Linked DNA regions of Cyprinus carpio: region 2 is linked to region 1. A link is a contact called in public Hi-C data. All regions are on one chromosome and are shown on one strand. Each heading gives the region's core, a stretch centred on a gene start, on an enhancer-like site or on the middle of the called end of the contact. The rest is flanking DNA. Distances are from core to core; before and after follow the strand shown. Region 1 has its middle 20 kb from the start of LOC109079202. Region 2 has its middle 70 kb from the start of LOC109074891.

Region 1 (2,640 bases), core at 39-2,538:
CTTCAGGGTGTGGCAAGGGAGGTTTGTGTGTGTTCACATGTGTTGTGTACTGACTGCTGGTAATTTAATCTGAAGACTGTTACTTCTGATTTAGCATTCTAATTTTAATTATCTACACTTAAAAATAAAGCTTTAAAAATTGGGTCTTCTTAGCGATGACACAGAAGAAACATTTTTGGGTTCCCTAAAGAACCCTTCAGTAAACAGTTCTTAAAATAACCATTTTTTTCTTAGTGTGAAGAACATTTTAATAAACTAAGTAACATTTTCAATAAACATTTTAATAATCTATTAAATAACATTTTGTACTATGGAAAGGTTCCATGGATATTAAAGGTTCTTCATGGAGCCATCAATGCAAAAAGGAAACTTTACTTTTAAGAGTATGCAGTGCTTGGTGTCGTAGACTGTAATAGTACACAGATAGAGTCACAAAAGTTTGGTTTGTCTTTAATTTTTTTGTCGTTCAAAGTTTCAAATATGCAATCCTTGGGTGTGCAAAAGTCTTTGCTCCTAGAATGTGATGGTCAAATTACAGGTAATTGTCAATGACAAAAAACAAAAAAAATGATTAAGCATGTTTATAAAACAATCCAGGTTGACCGAATTGCTGTACAATATTGGTAACTACAGAAAAAAAAAAGTTGTTTTACGAGTCTTGGTTTAGGCTGGCCCTGCTCAATATATATCAGACATTTGCCTTTACAATTAGAATGAATTTGCCAGTACTGTGTTTGTGAAGTCAGGTGCATCTTACCACAAAGGAAGGAAATTTCTGCAGACTGCAAAAAAAAAAAAAAAAAAGCTTGTCAGCCTGGAAAAGTTTACAACACCATTTCTGAGGCTCTAGGGCTCGGAAGAACCATGATCAGAGCCATAATATCCAAATGGAGAATGTCTGAAATAGATGTGGATCAAGCTTAGCCTATAACAGTTGCGTAAGAAATTTGGCGTTGCAGTTGTGCAGTGTGATTTTGTTGATGTTGTACACCGTGCCATGGATTTCATCCAAGATCTCACTGGGATCATATCATACATTCAGACAAGCAACAATTGTAAAGGACTGTAAAAACTAAAAAGTTTTTGCCCAGCTTTAAACAGCTTTTCTGTATTTATTAAAGAAATGTAGGGAGATTGGTGAAAGTTAGGGAAATGGTAGTCTCAGCCTCAGAAGTCAAGCCCAGACCGTTGGCTGAACGTCTGATGCATACGGCACACAAAATTGGAAACACTTCAGGAGTTTCAAAGTCGTCATCGGTTTAGTTGCATTATACAGGATTTCCGGGAAACATGTGTGTCGTGTTCTTTAACGTTCCGCCTGGAAACAAAGATGCAGTGATTCCAAACCCCCTCATGGAAGAAGAAAGCCATCATGTTTACAACTGTAATGATGAGCGCTTATCAGGATCAACTAAATGCTGGTTTTTAAAACTATCTGGAATATTTCAATTTCGCGGCATCGAATCTTTAAAATATTACACTCCGGTCTGTTATTATAGGGATGTTTCCATCATTTCCATCAGTCTGAAAGTCTGGCTACGTGAGACTAGAGAAATGGAACACTTTTTGCTTTAACGTCTGCAAGTCATATCTTAAATGCTAATGTATTTTTTTTTTGTTTGGAGATCAGATGACATTTAGTGTAAAATTAAGCAAAAATATAAAAAAAAGAAAACCAGACACTTTTCAGAGCGCTATAGTTAATATGACTCTTTAAAGTAAAATTGTCCTCTCTCCCCCTCCCTTCTGGTGAGTCAAACTGTAACATTTCCTTCTCCATCTCAACTGCTTTGCCGTTTCTCTCTCTCTCTGTGTTTGGAGATTAAATGGGCATCCTGCCAGTTTTTCATATTTCCTGGCAGCAAAGGGGCCAGCCAACTTCCTGGAGGGGAGGGGCTTACTGAAAGGTTACATTTGCACAATGTGCCTATGGAAAAACACAGAGTGGGGAGAGAACACGAGAGAGAGAGGGGAGGGGCAGCAGGGGAACAGATAGGGTGAGAGAAAGGGAGGGGGAGCTTGAGAGAGCGTTAGGCAGCTTGGGCTAAACTAAACGACTCCACCATTCTGCTGTGCTCGGGTAATGGAAAAAGCCCTCCAGGGGAATATTCAGCATGCAAGAGTATCGAGTTGCTCTCCATCATTACAATGCTGCCTAACACCCTCCCTCCCTCCCTCCCTCCCCACACACACACACACACACACACACACACACACACACACACACACACACACACACACACTCTCCTTTCAGTCCCTCCCCCGCAATGGCCCATCCTCCTCCCAAGCTTTATTTTTCCCTCCTTTTTTTAACTCATCTATGCGTCTGGGAAAATGAAAAGGCTTTCTGGGAGGCTAGCTGAGGGCCACAGGAGGTTGCTTGAGCCTGGCCTATGTGAAGTCAGTGCATAGGTGTTCATGTGCATCTGTGTGTTTGTGTGAGTGGCAGGAGTTGGTTGGTTAGTTATGGGAATGGAACTGTAGTGCAACTGTATTGGTTCACATGGGTAGTAGATATGTGATGGAAACAGGCATCCTTGTCATTGTCTATTCATAGAGTGGGAAGAAAAATGGAGCGAGACCGATGGAGATAGGAATAAAAAAAAAAATGACTGCTGTAAACCCACTTGGTTGGTAAAA
Region 2 (2,640 bases), core at 72-2,571, 52 kb after region 1:
CGTTCATTGTTCATGTTAGTTCATAGTGCATTAATGTTTACAAACACAACTTGTGATTTTAATCAGTTTATTTTAAACAGTTTTAATCGTGTAACTGTTAACAGATTTGAACAAAGAAATAAAGTGTTACTATGCACAGGCTGTATTGATTGCAAATACAAAAATAAAACGAGTAAAGAAAATGCAGTGCTTATTAAAATAATCACCCTTTATTTAAATATATGAACACAGAAAACCGCTGTTAACAGGTTAATATATCGTTTCCCATTCTATGACTAGTAAAATAATGACAACTTACTCTGACGAACAGGCTCTCCTCGGAGTAGCTGCGTGTGCTGCGTCTTCTTTTTGTGTGACAGTGTTGGCGTTAAGGCACAATACTGACACTTGGGTCAACCAGGTACTGGCGCTGGAGTATTTACATGTGGTGTTATCATAAGAGAACTGTTCATTTTAAATATTGCGGTATATCGTCACACACACTAAATTAACACGATATTGATAATTGTTGCTTTGAATATAACGGTTATCGTCAATACCGGTATATCGCGACACCCCTAACTTATAACTATTAACGGCATTAATAATAAACTAATATCATTTATTCAATATTTTTATTTATTTATTTTTACTAGTGTTGGTACCAACTACTTAAATTTGGTACTGTGACAACATTACCAGAAACATATTCAACTATGTGAATAAAGACACTTTCAGCTAAGCAAGATCAGTTCTGTTGTGAAATATATCAGACTGCCATAAGGGGCGCTGTAGTGGAAATTAGCATCAACTTTCTTCTTTTTCAGTCCATTTAGTCATTCTTTCAACTACTGTCAAGGCTTAGCAATCCCCTGAAAAGCAAAGCCAAAGTTAGAAAAGTCGGCATGTTTATAGCAACATATCTGAATAACACATCTGGTTAAATAAAAACATTTGAAGGGAACTCTATCGCCCCCTTGAGTACTGAGGTTTGTTACCGCCAGACCAACACAGCACATGTCAAGTATGTTCAACTGGACCACATCAGCCATCTGCATACTTGCGCCAAGTATGTTTCTGGCCTTACTGCAAGAGAACAGGTGAGGCCCTGTGATGAGTGAAAGAATACGGAAGTGAGCATGGGAAACTATGACTTGCTCAAAAAGTGCTGGAATGAAGGAGTGGCTGAGCAATGAGATGAGTGAATACCACAAGGAAGAAGCGATTAAGGGCGAGAATGAGCAGGTATTTGAGTACAAATGAGTGAGACAGACAGGCTGAAATAATCTGACAGTATTCTGGGCCCAGTTTCTAATTTAATTGTGCATTATTAAGTCACTCCTTCGGTGTGTCTGCCTCCTGGTGCATGCTGATTAAAAATTTAAGGCTTAGCCATGCAGCCAGTCTCACTCTAAGACACAGCTCTCTTTCTCTCATACACACACCACATACACACTTTTCCTCTTTCGCGTCCTCTGCTGCCTATTTCTTCCTGTCTCTGCTTCAGCTGAACTACACAGTCCCGCTTTACGCGATCCCTCTGCTTTCACTGTTTCCCCATATAACGCACACCCTCTTTCCTTTCCTTCGCTTTCTCTCTGCTGCTGTCAGGGAGCACAGAGCGCTTGAAGACCCGTGGGAATGTCGCCATGGTAACGCCTGCCACTCAATCCCATCTCAGATGTAAATGACCTCGAATTTTATTAGCGCACAATTTCAAGATCCTCTCATTGCTTTCTTCCCTCCCTCCCTCGCTCCCTCCCTCTCGCTCTACCTCTACACCCCCCCCAACCCATCTCTCTTTCTCTCCCCCCTCCAGTTCACTCTGCACCCCACAGCATTCTCCATTATTATTATGCTCATATGCAAATCTGGATTGTACTCTAACCCAAATAAGAGGAATATTATGAAAATCTACATGTTTTTCCATATTCATTTCTTTCACATAAGTCAAGCATAAGAGAAATAACTACATGTGCCTAGGATGATGTATAGCTTGTGGATGTGAAATGCTGCCATTTGTGATTGTACACCTACTTACACTGTTTTCTTGGCAAAAATATGTGAGGCTGTATTATATACTATAAACAGGTGTTTTGAATGGACTAAGGATGGTAAAATAGGGTTGACTGATGTGGTTTAGCATATACCGAGACAGCTTTAATATTAAAAGATAATTACAGTTCAGTATGAATATTTTTATTAATATAATAATCCACAGTTTTCTTGATCTCATAATGGTATTTCCATTTCCTTGTTATTCACATTTATTACATAAATATTATAAATAAGTCATCAACTAAGTACACTATACAATTAAAAAATACAATTAACCTAATAAATAGTTAAAAACAATCTTGAACATTGTCATAACAATTGTTCAAAGAACTTTAATTAAAAAAGAAAAAAAACTTTTTCAGTTAAAGACTAGGATACACTATACAACTTTTAAAATCTAAACAGATTTTAAAACATTAGACATAACACACTTGTAAAAAGTTACAGAGGAAAAACTGGGCATCATACACTAAGCGAATGAGGATCATACACTACCAGATTTTCAAGTCATTCCAAACAAACTCACACAGAAGTGTGCACCTCGTTGTTAGGAGAGGCATGGAAATGAAAACAATATGTGTTCTAAGATTAGCTCAAAATATC

What was found. A called contact is a pair of places that touch in the nucleus more often than the background predicts.
Region 2: a Hi-C map of skeletal muscle shows a contact between it and region 1, with 2.6 times the contacts expected there. The contact joins two enhancer-like sites. A contact is called at or near these places in 2 of 8 Hi-C or Micro-C datasets (liver and skeletal muscle).

Annotation. Positions count from the first base shown.
Region 1 is chrA5:18,626,508-18,629,147 of ASM1834038v1, forward strand. No RefSeq gene overlaps it. Among protein-coding and RNA genes, the nearest start is that of LOC109079202, 20 kb to the left of the region's middle. Within about 2 kb of position 1,289, at least 7 of the 8 cell types and tissues checked have an H3K27ac peak or open chromatin away from gene starts, as enhancers often do. A contact at or near this core is called in skeletal muscle, where this site is marked.
Region 2 is chrA5:18,678,385-18,681,024 of ASM1834038v1, forward strand. No RefSeq gene overlaps it. Among protein-coding and RNA genes, the nearest start is that of LOC109074891, 70 kb to the right of the region's middle. Within about 2 kb of position 1,322, at least 2 of the 8 cell types and tissues checked have an H3K27ac peak or open chromatin away from gene starts, as enhancers often do. A contact at or near this core is called in skeletal muscle, where this site is marked.